Linked DNA regions of Anser cygnoides: region 2 is linked to region 1. A link is a contact called in public Hi-C data. All regions are on one chromosome and are shown on one strand. Each heading gives the region's core, a stretch centred on a gene start, on an enhancer-like site or on the middle of the called end of the contact. The rest is flanking DNA. Distances are from core to core; before and after follow the strand shown.

The links. A called contact is a pair of places that touch in the nucleus more often than the background predicts.
Region 2: a Hi-C map of liver shows a contact between it and region 1, with 4 times the contacts expected there. The contact joins two enhancer-like sites. A contact is called at or near these places in 2 of 7 Hi-C or Micro-C datasets (both in liver).

What each region holds. Positions count from the first base shown.
Region 1 is chr1:209,971,547-209,978,273 of Taihu_goose_T2T_genome, reverse strand. It overlaps WNT11 (Wnt family member 11), which reads right to left. Exons shown (of 7, transcript XM_066990016.1): 7 at 1-1,593. The coding sequence ends at 1,419. Among named protein-coding and RNA genes, the nearest start is that of WNT11, 26 kb to the right of the region's middle. Within about 2 kb of position 3,198, at least 2 of the 3 cell types and tissues checked have open chromatin away from gene starts, as enhancers often do. A contact at or near this core is called in liver, where this site is marked.
Region 2 is chr1:210,142,048-210,148,774 of Taihu_goose_T2T_genome, reverse strand. It overlaps UVRAG (UV radiation resistance associated), which reads left to right. Exons shown (of 15, transcript XM_066990017.1): 13 at 4,364-4,442. Among named protein-coding and RNA genes, the nearest start is that of UVRAG, 63 kb to the left of the region's middle. Within about 2 kb of position 3,579, at least 2 of the 3 cell types and tissues checked have open chromatin away from gene starts, as enhancers often do. A contact at or near this core is called in liver, where this site is marked.

The DNA.
Region 1 (6,727 bases), core at 1,949-4,448:
ACTGTATCTTGGCTAATTCTGCTCAAAATAAAGAGGCTGGGGAAACAGGGAATACAGGAACTTATCGATCGCACGCCAGCGAGAGCCTCAAGCTACGCTCTTCTCCTGTCCTTGGGAAGGAGACCGGGGTTTGCTTTCCAAGTAGGAAACAATGTCCTTGGGTGAAACATAATAAGCTAACATTCTGCTGTTGCACCAGTAACTTCAGCATTTATTCCATACTATTGTTAAGGCTTGTTTATAGTATATAGATATATTTACGTAGGAAGAAGAGTAGAGGAAAGCGCAAGATATATCTTATAAATATTTCTGTATGTCCGCGTACAAAAGAAAATATGTACAGCCACCGATAGTGGTTTTCTCTGCGCCAGGGCAGAAGGACTGATTTGTTCCCACTCTTTTCTGTGGGGAATAGCTGCTACCCTGCACGTCTGCATGCCAGGACTGGACCTGCTGTGCTCTCTGCATATTTTTGGGGCTGGGTCAATAGTTTTGCCAGGGGGAGAGAGGGAGTGGCACCTTTCCCTAAGGACTGGATGGCCCAGTGTGGCAGAAAAAGTGTGAGTTGCCACAGGTCAAGACAGAAAGAGAGCAGGAGCTTTTTTCTTTTTTTTTTCCACTGGATTTTCACTTCATTTTTGTATTTTAACCTAATGGCTCCACTACAACCCAAGGACCCCATTAAACCCTTCTCAGCATGCCCTATTCTCACTGTCTCTGGCATCTCATAGTTGTTTTTATTTTCCATGGTTGAGTGTGAAGCCCCATCCAGCCCAGACAACTCAGGGACAGATTTTCCTGTAGCAGTAACTGGGAAGTCACAGACCTGCTTAAAAGAAAGATTAAAACGGGTTAGTCATTTCAGGGGATGGACCTGAAATCTTTCCACCTTTACCATCCTGAGTGGATGCTTCCATGCTAAAAATTTAGTCTTTGGCAACAAATGCAGTTATTGCTGAACAGTTGTAGCGTTTTTGCTTCTGGGATGGTCCTAATGCAGACTCGGTACCTGTGTGAGAAGGCATAAGCAGGTGTGAGCCTTGGTTATTTTTCAGGCAGGTGTTGCTTTTCTTCCCCAAGGGAAAGTTTCTAATTTTGCTTCTCAAAATATTAAGGCACTTGATGGCTGGACATTATTGGCAACCATAGGAAATATTTTGGAAGAAGATACCATCCCAAATGAGTTTTTGTCTTCTCAGAGAGCATTTTATTGGTGGGGGAAAGCCTTCCGTTTTTTACATTTTTTTAAGGGTCTCATTTTTACGTGGCATGATTGCTTTTTTTTGTCCTCCTACCATGTGTCTTCAAGTCCGTGTCTTTACAAGATGAACGACGTCTAGTCGGGGAAATGTTTTCTCTTCTCTGAATAGTGCTGGGGTGCCGCTGGCGTCTCAGCTCCCGGGCGGAGCGAGGGGCTTTCACTTGCACACGTATCTCTCGACAGTCCTCTCGCACTTTTTACAGGTCACGTAGCAGCACCAGTGGTATTTGCAGTGGCACCGCTCCACCACTTTGTCCATGTAGGGGTTGTAGCCTCTGCCGCAGCACATCAGGTCACAGCTGTCGCTCCCGTTGGAGGTCTTGTTGCATTGCCTGGAAGAAAGGAAAGGTGGTGAGCTGTTGTAAATACCAGCAGGGCTTTCCCAACCTAGTGTTTGGGGTGATGCTGGGGCCTGACGGCTCTGCAAGGTGCTGGGTGAAGGCAGCGTGGTGGAGACCCCAGGGCTGCACTTGCATTTTTCTGGGCAACCTGTTTAGGGCTGAGAAGAGCTCCAGTTGGAAGGGACCTGCTGGAGCAGGCCTGGAAGAGGCTGCAAGGATGCTCAGGGGCTGGAGCAGCTCTGCTGTGGGGCCAGGCTGAGAGAGCTGGGGGTGGTGGGCCTGGGGAAGAGAAGGCCCCGGGGAGAGCTGCCAGCGGCCTGCCAGGGCCTGCAGGGGGGGCAGGGAAGCTGGGGAGGGACTCTTTGTCAGGGCTGGGGGGACAGGACGAGGGGCACCGGCTGGAGCCTGGCAGGGGGGAGGCTTCGGGGAGGCGTTGGGAAGAAATTCTTCCCTCTGAGGGCGCTGAGGCCCTGGCCCAGGCTGCCCAGAGGAGCTGGGGGTGCCGCAGCCCTGGCAGTGCCCAAGGCCAGGCTGGGTGGGGCTGGAGGCAGCCTGGGTTTAGGAGATGTGTCCCTGACCATGGCCGGGTTGGAATTAGGTGATCCTTAATGCCCCTTCCAACCCAAACCATTCTGTGGTTCTGTTTCTATGACCATGAATTCCTGCTTGGGCAGGAGGTTTGGACCTAATGACCTCCAGGCAAAGAAGCGAAGCTATCGTGATACCTTCACCGCACCACAAGCTCATCGTCCCTAGCAAAGTGTATTCCCAGGCAGGCTCCGAGGCTGTCTGAAAGGAGCTGGGGTAAGATGATGCCCTAAAGAACAAACACCGGTGTTTGTCCAGCATGACCTAACCTGAAAAACACAGGGGATGAACCCTGCAGCCAGAGAGTATTTGCACAGGCTCTGTGCCAAAGATCCCAGGCTGGGAAAGCTCCTGAGCAGACTCCTACAGCCGTTACTCAGCCCTGAACCTCTCAGGGAAATTACAGCCGATCCTAACAGGGCCAGACTCTGCACTTTTCCCTCCGAGTGTGTCCCAGCCCAGCAGAAGCAGCCGGGGAGCTGGCCCTGTCCCACCCCGAGCCCTGACCCAGGAGCAGGCAGCACAGCGGGAGCGCCGCGCAGGATGACAGGTCGCCAAATATCACATGGCCTTTCACTGCTTGTTTTGCTTCTGCTTTTAATTAAAGCCAGGCTCGTCGGGATAAGTCGGGCATTGTGTGGGGTTCCCTTGCTTCAAATGCTTGCGAGCAGCTGGCTTGAGGATTTTGAAAATAACCCATGAACTGGGGAATCTTTTTCCTTGATCACCAGCATGGAGAAGCCTTGGAAGGGACTGAAGAGCTGGATCCTCAGCCACTCTCAAAGGCCAGCTATCACACTCTCCTAAAATACTCCAAGCTGGCAGACATGAAAGCACAACAAGCATTGACTTTTGGGTGGGATGAACCATGTCCTGGAGATGACATTTCTCCAGGGGCTGTAAAGATAGCCCAGGGTGAAAGTGTTTATGTTGGGTCAGATGCCTGGCTGGACACTAATGCTTTAGGGTAAAATATCTCATTATGCACCCAACACAGTGAGGCTGTGAACTTGATGGAGACTTGACATTACTGTAAGAAAGGTAATTTGAAGATTGCAGGGAGACTGCTGACATCTCTCCTAAATCTCATCCTGCCTGGCTAGTTTGGACAGAAACAGTTTAAGGCAGATTTGGGGCAGGGAAAGGAGAAATTCGGACGCTTGAGCTGAGCACTCCATTAATAGATGAAAACAAATCCATGAGATTTATAGGAATTCCTCATGAGGTAATGCTTTAGGAGAAGTTATGGGATTAATGAGGTGTTGGGATTTTGTTCTTGTTCTTCTCTTATTTATTTCTGACTCAGGCGGGCCTCCTGTTTGTTATTTCTGACTTGCATTCCTCCCCAGGTTCAGTTTTTAAAGGCTCCCCCCCTCTTCTCCCCTTCATTCAGGAGTGTGTGTAAATATTTACAAACCTTTGAAAGCCTCTACCGAAGGCAAAGTCTGCAACCACACCAAGTGTGTTTGCCTAATGCTGAACCAAAGGCGTTGTTACTGCCCTGGGGGCCGGGGCCCCTCTGCCAGGAAACCTCCGAATGACTCCTCATAAATGTATTTGTAAATGCATTAAATATTCAGAGCAAAGGTTCAAATATAGGGATGGTGACATTAGAAGAGGGGAGGGAATTTGACAACCTTACTCAGCTTTAACAGAGGCCGGAAAGGCTTCTGCGTGGAGGTTCCCCTAGTGAGGACTGTGAATCTGCAGGAGCACGGGGCTGGGTATGCAGTGTGTCCCTGCCCCCTTGTGCTAAAAGCCCATTAAAATGGCCAAGGAAAGGGACGTGGTGCCACTCTGGCTCCAATTCAGCACCAGAGAGTCAAATTTATCCCATTTAGAGAACAAAGCTCTTCCACCTGTTGTCTGGGTTCAGGGAATCACCCTTTCCTTGCACCCAATTCCTGTGGTTTGAGGGGGAAAAAAAAATGACCTAGATGGGCTTTCCCATAGCTGTGTCCATCCCTTTCAGCCTGAAATATAGGAAAAGAACAAAATCTACCAAAAAATACCCAAGTTTCTCTCAGTTTTGGATCAAGGAACAGTGACATTCGGGAAGGAAGGAGGGGTAAAGAGCCAAAGCAAAGCTTTTGACTCTATCCCGAACCTAAATGTCTTTCTAGAAAACTTTTCCGACAATGCCACTAACCAGGCATATTGTTCTGTTTTAAATTATAGTCACGGGCAAATTATCTTAACTTTCTTTCTTTTCTTAAACAAACTGAAACAAAGTTAGCTTCTCAGCTGTAACTAGCCATACAAAAAGCAAGTGGGGGAAGACAAAGGAGCCCGAAGACCAGAGTTTACCCACAGAAGCTGCCCCCAAGCATCTGCTTTCAGAGCCCATGGCTGCGATCTCAGCAGGCTCCCTGCTGATGGGTTAAGTTCAGTCTCATTTGTTTTGGGCCCGGTCCAGCACAATTCCAGCAACTCGGAGAAATGCCCTGCTCCCGAGTCTCGGAGAGAAAACATGAACACAGGCGATTGCATCTTAACACAACACCGTAACCTCTAGAAGCACTTGGAAGACCGGTGAAAAACGATGCTTCGGCCAAAATCCCAGCCAAGGTCCTGGCTCAGGAACAGGCTTTCACGTTGCCACGGTGCTTTGTCCTTCTTTATGCAAGAAGGGAGGAGGTCAGCCCTGCTGACTGGACAAATCCTGCTCAATCTCCTTGTCCAAAACTACCCTTTCCAGCCCTCTTTGCAAAAACACTGCCGTGCATCACTCCCTGAGCCCCAACAGCTTCATCACAGGGGTGGTCTCTGGCACAGAAGGGCAAGGACGTCCTGGTACCTCTAAGAGTCTTCCCCGTCTCACATCTCTAAGCCATCTCACCGTTACCTCCTGGGGGATTTTCATTTTAAAATATCCATTTTGCTCTCTTGCAGAGGGGGGAGGAGGTCTGCTGCTTTGTTCTGCAGTGAGCTGCAGAAGGAATTTCAGCTGGAAATCAAAGTACAGCAGGCAGGAGCACAAAGCGAACGGCAGCTTGCTCAAGCTCTCCTTAAAACCACCTGAGCCATGTGTTAGGAGAACTTGAGCAAGATTTTCTAGTCAAAAGCAAGATCAGTGAGCCCTCTATGTGGAAACCATCCACCTTCTACCATCCTGCTTAGGATTGCTCTTTCAGCTCTCTTAGGGCCTTGCAAGAGTGCAGGTACATTAAAAGCTGTGGGAAGATGCCACATACTTTCACCGTGAATGCCAGTTCCCTTCTGTCCCATCAGCAGATGACAGGATAGTTTTTGGTTGCCCAGCTGGCATCTGAGAGCCAAACTGGGGCCTGCTGTGTCCTGTGTCACCTTCAGTAATGCCATGTGGCAACAGGGACGTGCTAGGCATCCGCTGGGACCTCACTCCCCAAGTCCTATTGAAAAGTGGGAGCTGCTTACAGGGACATAAGAAATGTCCCGCCTGGCCCAGCACTCTGCGATGGCTGCGGGAGATGCTGTTTAGAGAGGAAAACACAAATCTGGCCACTTTCTGTAGTCTTCCCCCTCACACTCCACCAGCATCTGGGCTGTTGCGTTAGGGATGACAGAGGATACATTCCTGTTTGACCTCGCAGGATCCCCCCTGTGGGCATGTTGGCCATGGGTTTGTCTCATCCCTTTCTGACCGCAGGGAAACCACCTGTCTCCATGAACTCCAGCAGCCACAAGTCCCAGAAGACACTACTGCTGTGTAAAGAAATACTTTCTTTTCTCTCTTTTAGATCAAGTTCCTAGTCGTTTCTCTAGTGCCCTTTGCTCCGGTAATGTCATGCTGCACAGCGGTACATAAAGGAAAGAAAAATAATTCGAGTCCCCCAGGAAGTATGTAAAACAATGGGCATTGCTAAAAATACATCAAAGTGCACAATTTCATGTACGATTTTGAGGGCAGGATCTTAACTACTTTTAAATTGCTTTCTCATCCACAAGGAATATCTGGAGACTGACACTGAACAACTGTACAAAAGAGAGTTATCAATACTTCATGTCAGCAAGGAGATGTCAAGGGAGATCCTGGAACCAGCCTGTATTTTCATTAAAGAATAGAGAGAAACCTTACAAGCCTGTGGATAATGCTGGGGCAAAAGGAACCGAGAGCGTTTTGTGAGAGTGGATTAAAATGCAAAGCAAGCAACACACTTTGAGAAAGATCCAGATAAATGTGGGAACATTCCCAGGAGAGTCAGAGGAGCAGTTCAGAAAGCAGAAAAGGTTGAAGGAACTGGCTTAGAGAAGTGAGTAAGAGCTGACTCCCCATCTACAAAAGATTATTGCAAAAAGGAGAGAACAAATGTTCTTTATATGCAGAGGAAAGAGGACAAGAAATGACCGGTTTGAATTGGAAAAATAAAAAATCAAAATAAGAATCAGGTTAAGACGAACATAGTTCTAAGGATAGTAAAGCTCTGGAACAGGTTGTTCTAGAAGCTGTTTTTTAGGGAGTAGATAAACACCTTTAATAATGGGCCAGGTATTCTCAGTTCAGTCTCACTGCTAAAATGATCGGGTTCTGTGGAGTCATTCCCAGTCCTGATGTTCT
Region 2 (6,727 bases), core at 2,330-4,829, 170 kb before region 1:
TGTCTGAAGTGGAGCAAGAATAGCCCTGAGTGCAGTGGAAACAGCTACAGAGACAACTCCAAATTGGTCCCAAATTGGCCTAACCTGTTATAAGTTACTAAATGTTGTGCTTTTATTTCTTGCATCAAGTTAATGTTCTTGAACTACGATCATCTTTATGAGCTACTGTTAAAAGTTACTGTTCAGCTGACATGTGGCAGTAATGTGCTCTTTAGATACAGATACAGAATATTTACTGTAAACTCAGTTTGTATCAGGGCTATGTTTTGTGAAGTCTGTGCACTAGTGAAAGGTAGTATTCCATAGTCACAAGATAAACGTTAACCTATTTTTACAAGAATTCACAAGAGTGAACTCCGAAGAGCAGAAACTGTTTTGTTCATAACTTCTGCCTGTGCTTGCATGATGGCTTTGCCAGGAAAGAATGAGAGGGTCACAGAATAGCTGAAGCAGGAAGGGACCTCTGGGGATCTTGTTCCCAGCCTTTCTGCTCAGAGCAGTTTCCTTGGGACCATGTGCATTCAGTTTTGAATAAGCCCAAGGACGGAGACTATGGAGCCTGTCCTGGCAGCCTCTTGCAGTGTTTCATCATCCTCACAGTATGTTTTCTCTTAGATTCAACTGGGGAGGCTTACACAGATCCTTCCAAGAAGCTATTTGAGTTGACGCAAGTTTTTCTGGGCTCTTTGTTTCTCACCAAGAGTGATCAAGACTTGCATGAGGCATTCAAGGAAGGCCGAAGACACCACAGTCATCTTTGTGCCCCTTTGCTGGACTCTCTCCAGTATGCCCACGTCTGTCTGCTGTTGGGAGCCCAGGACTGGACCCCGCACTCCAGACGTGGCCTCACCAGCACTGAGTAGAGGGGAGGGATCACCTCCCTGCTGATGCTCTTCCTGATGCAGCCCAAGATGCTGGTGGATCTCTCTGCCACAAGGGCCCATTGCTGGCTGCTGTTCAACTGGGTGTCCACCAGGCTTTCCAGTTGGTCAGTTCCAGCCTGTGCTGGTGCCTAGGCTTGTTCTGCAGAACTTGGCATTTCCCCTTCCTGAGCTCCACAGGATTGTCGTCCGCCCATTTCTCCATCTGTCAGTCACTCTTCCCAATTCTCTATCAGCTGCAGACGTGCTGAGGGTGCTTCCTTGTCCCATCATCTGGGTCACTAATGAAGGTATTTAACAGGATTGACCCCTGTATTAGCCGCTGCGTTTTACTTGTCTGGTGACTGGCCTTCAACTGGACCCGTGCTGCTGGCCACAACCCTTTCAGCCTGGCAGCAGAGCCAGCTGTCAGTCTGTCTCGCTGCTTCCTTATGTAGCCTGTACTTTATCGCTTTGCCTGGGATGAGGACATGTCAAAAACATCACTGAAATAGAGGAAAAGCAACACCCGCTGCTCTCCCCTAACCCACTGAGTCAGGTTGGTTATTTACCCTTTGTGAATTTGTGGTGACTGCTCCCAGATTTCTTGTTCATAGCATGATTGGAAGTGGCATAGGGGAATTGATTCCATCACCTTCCCAGGGCTCAGGGTGAGCTTCCTGGACTGTCCTTCTTGAAGATGGGAGTGACATCTTTCTTCTGAACCTCTTCTATCACCTTTCAGAAGATGATTGAGAAGGGCCTTAGGACAGAAGGAGGAAAAATGCATCTTCTGTGCCAGGGGATGATCTCTGTCAACTTCAGAAACCCCTTTAAACTGACAACTTACCCAACTGCTTGGTAACTGCTCTCAGACAGTCTGTTCTGGTGATTACACAACAGATATTTGTGGCTTGGTTTTTGTTCTTTCCAGTAAATACATCACACTTATTCTCATCTTAGGTATGTTCTGTTTTAAAGGAGCTTAATGATTTCCTTCCCACCCCACTCAAACGCAGCAGCAGGAATGGAACCCAGGAAGGTAGATGTTGAAGGGGAACGGGCAGGCAGATGCCATTCTGCATTTTATTGAGTGTTTTGTGATTATAAAGCTACTAAAAGGGTCAGTTTCAACTGTAATTTTTGAGCATGCATAACTAAAACCTCACACAGCATGCCAAAGGAAGAGATTTAGCTTGCAGTCATGCTTTTCTAAGAAGCAGGCAAAAACAATTTCATGTAGGGAGCCAAGAGTTAAAGTTGTATTCAGTTATGCTCAGTGAAGCACTATGTAAAATGTCGTGGTTCCTCTCCCTTAAGTTTATTGCTTGTGACCAGCCCTAATGGGCAAGCAAGATAACACACAAAGAAAGGAACATCAAAGTTGGTAATATTTTTCTGTATGTCATAAATGTGCATATGCAAAGACATCCACTGACGTTTTTCGAGACTTTCATGTAGCTTACTTACTATGTTATAAAAGCTGACATGAGGATGTATGTAGTTTAGATTCTTTCAAGATTAATTAATGGAAGTTAGAAATGTGAATATTAACAAAAAGGAGAAGAAAAAACACACTAAGACCAACCTGATAAACAGAAAGCTCAAAAAAAAGCTCCAAAAGCTCAATCTTCGCCATTTCAGCTGTCAGAGATGGTAGCGAGCACCGTGAAAGAGTTTTATCCTCTTTTCTCTACTGGATATATCAAAGGGCTCTGTGTCTAATAATAGAATACATGGTTCCCATTGCTAGTGGCTTAATGAAATACTATCTTATACCGAAACAGGGCTTGTGTTCCTAATGGCGCTTTTATTGTCAAGCTTGAGTGAGTTTTATGCCGTTAATTGTAAAGGTATCCTTTAAATCTAAATCTTCCTCCATTTGGGTAAGTGTAATTGTAGAGACTGAAACGAATTCCTTTTGATTTGTATTTTACACTTAGGATAACGCGCGGTGGAATTGTTGTAGCATGTGGTCATTTCAAAAGGTTTTGTTTTCTTGCATGGGGAACCAGCTGGATTTATAGATCTATTAAGCAAGGTGAGCTAGATGTATGCTGTTCAAGGTGATTTTTATATTCCTCAACTTAAAGTGACCTAGTGAGTTTGAAAGTAGCATAAAACTTGAAGCTGACATCTTAATATTTGATCTGCTGCGATCGTGACCTGTTAACCTTTAGCTTTAATGGTGCTATATAATTCTCCTTAAATGCTGCAAATGTACTCTACTGTGGGGCTGCAGTAAAGATTTTCTATTTGATTGATGTTAAAATACACTTTGCGTAATCACCCCTCTGGAGTGTGTGTTGTTTCTAGTAGATATCGATCTCCTGTGTTTGTTATCTTAAATTTGAGAGGGACTTTGCTTTCTGATGTAATGTGGGTTTAGTGCAGATAATATCCTCAGCATCTTGATTAGGGGCTGCAGAACGTAGGGTTCTTTAGGAAGACAAAAGTTGGTTTCATGGTGTAGCTCCCATAAACATTAAGTTACAGATCCTACTGAAGTTACCGGCTTGACCACGGTTGACCTCAGCCTCTGGTGGTAAGGAAGAGTCAAAAGACAGTCCTCAGAAAGGTAGTTTACAAGTATTAAAAGTTTGAACGGCTTCACTTAAGCAAATATTCCGTGCACATAAAATTGTTTCAGTAGAGAATGTCAAAGATGCTTTAGGGGCTACAGTGGTGGGTCTCTGGTTTCCTGCAGCAGTTGAGACTGGAATAAGTTGTGGCTCTTCCTATAAACTGTTAGCTACACTTAGATACTAAGAGCCATGGTTTATTATAATAGAACAGAATTAAACATTAGGAATCTGTTTGCATGGGTTGTGTGAGCTATGAGGCTGTAATTGTATTGAGCCTCGGCTGCATGTGTGAAGCTTGTTGGAAAGGTTTTCACAACAGGATGGGGAGGAAGGTTGCTGGGGCAGATGTCCGAGGGAGCTGAAGGGTTTTACGTGAGGTTTAAGTGGGACGGAGAGCACACGAAGATGGAAAATGGTTTGTACCATGTAATTGTTCTTTTGGTGTGTTGGTAAATGGGCCTGCAAGGGTCTGTAAAGAGATTTGTACTCTTTCAATCACAAAATAACAACTTAATCAAAAGAGAACGCCTTTCTTAAAAGGATTTTATTAGGAAGCAAGCTAACCAAATGCAAAAGGCTGAATACAAAGGAGTACGGTGGAATTTGATATTATGCTGCGTGCTTCTTAAAACACGCTTCATTTAGTGAGAGAAATGTTGCAGCACTGGCAGGGTCATAAAGCATCTTCTAAAAACCTGAAATACTTTAGAAAACGCAATTCGTTAGCTGAATTTTGACATCAATTTTTAAAAGGCTGACTGGAGTTGCAGAGGGCTCCTGATAACTTCCTCTGGAGGGGGTTCCTGGGCAATGGAAGTACTTTAAATCTTTACCTTTCCAGTTGTGGAGTCTGTCTCTTTTTTGAGTTCATTTAAACATCTGAATAACTTCACCTTTAATGCTTTTTTTCCCCATCAGATTTCCTTTATATCCAAAAGGAGGGGAGAAGCTTCAGTTTGAATATGGAGTATATCTTCTCAACAAAAATATAGCACAGGTTGGTACACTAAGATTTTATTATTAATATCTACCATCTGCTTAGTGTCAGTGTGGCAAGTGTGCATCTGCTGTCTGGTGATGCTGTTTGCCATGGAGAACAATGGTGAACTATTTGGAGGTGTTCTCCAAATCACAAGTTTCACTTGCCTTGTTGCTTTGTGCTAAGACCTTCTCCTGTGCTGCTTTGAGAAGGGCTTGCCAGCTAACAATTAAATTTTCCTTTTCAAATAGTAAATACTGTGAGCATACATGCCCTATTTGGAAAATTGTGAATATTTTCTGTTATTGTCATTACACTCAATTCATCTCATTCTCATTACTGTGTCATTTAATTTTGCTTTATTATTAACTGCCCTTCTACCTCTATACTTACTTGATAAGAAAAGTCTTGCCAATGTATAACTCTTAAATTTTTAAAAGTCCTCTAATCATCCTCGTTCTTATGTGTTTTAAAAATCATCCTTTGCTTTGGCAAATGAATGAGATTTTTTTTCTTAACTTTTACAAGTTTACAGACTTTTATTCAAGAAGCACTAATACCTGCTGCCCACACATTTGGTATGGAATTCAGAAAATGGCCAAAAAGCTGGTCTCAGAGGGACCTGTAGAGGCTGTTCAGGCTGTTGCCCAACCCTAGGGCAGGGTCAGCTGCTCTGATTGGTTTGACAGTTTTATTCGTGAAAAATCCATTGCGGTTTTTTATACTTAATTTCTGGTTGTTTTTTTTTTCCTTCCCAGTTCTCCTTTCCATCACTTCTTTCCTGTTCTGCCCCTGAATTAGAGAAATGTTTTTGGGCTGTATCATTTGGTTTGTTTTTTAAGCTTGGGTTGCATTTACCATTTTCCAGACTTCTGGTATTTTGCCCGTGCTTAGTGTATTTTGGAAGATAACCTCCAATGGCTCTGAAATTACTTAAAGGCTAAAATGTCTTAAGTTGAAGTTAATCAAGTCGTGCTAATCTTGGAAATTCACTTAACCAAGCTGTTAATATAACTTAGACTGTGGCTCTTTGTTGCTGGCATTAATAATGGCAGCCAGCTGTTCACACTTGACTTTCATGGGGGAAGACTAGAGCAAAAGAAGGGATTAAATACTCCCTTTCCTCCAAACGATTTGATAGCTTTTCTCCATTAGTACCAAGTCAGTGCTGTCCTTAATCTATACTTGTGTAAATACATCAGTTCGTTCTGTCGCTTGCGAGTTGTGATGCTGCTTGCTTTGCTTTTCAGCCTCTTCTGGCTTTTGCCCTTGTGATTCTGTGAGTTTGCTGTTCAGTTGTATCATGCAAGTACTGATTTATTTCTTAATTAAAATTACAAACTATTCATCGAGCCCAAGCTGGTAGTCTGTTTCCTGCAGTCTGGGTTAGTTGGCACTTGTACCTGTAGTCTCTCTTCTCTTTTTTAAAACAGAACTGTCACCGTGTCACTTCATCTGTTTTTTTTCTTTTTGACTCGTCTCCTCAGAGATGTTACCACTGACCGACAGAGGTCAGTCATTCTGGTTTTGTCCTTTTCCTATTTCCAAAGGACTGTGAACTGTTGAACTCATGGTCACTCATTCCTGTTGCCTTCCAAGTCCTTGCAGTTGATTTCCAAAATCATTGGCATGTTTTTAAACTCATAAAAGTAAATGACTTTATTTAAGTACGTATTTGTATTTTAAAACTTTCCAAGCTTGCATGGGGTCACTGGTGCTGGTACAAGCTATAGTGGCCAAACTATTTGAAGTGGTTTGTACAACACCAGTGGTTCACATGTTACGGGTTGAGAATGTATGCCATTGAATATAAAAACATAATAAAAGTAAATCAGAATTTGTTGGGGGGGGGGATTCTACTACTTGTTTAATCAGGAAAGTGTTACTGAAGTCCACATAAATTGTTGTAGTCACCTTTGCTTTGATATTCTTGGTCAAACATTGCAGTTTTTATACTTCTGCCAAGAGGGCATTGTGGAAGCAGTGTGAAAAATCCGGCGTAGCAGATGGATACCGTGGAAATATATCACAAAAGTTCTGTGCTCAGGGGCTGACTTGATCTGGAACCTGAGATTGTTTGAATCCTTTGTGTTCCTTTGGAGGCTGGAATGTAATAGTTTTAGAATATCTTAAGGCTGCTTTGAGAAAAGCTTCCAGATAGGCTTAGTTCAAGTGAGCGTGAAAAGAATACGTGTAAAAAGATTGTTTGGATGGACAGTGAGAGCTGGTCTCTAGACCATCACAGCCTGTGAGGGAATCCTTTTAAGGCCCCAAAGCGTTGGCCTCATTTCAGGGAATCAGTC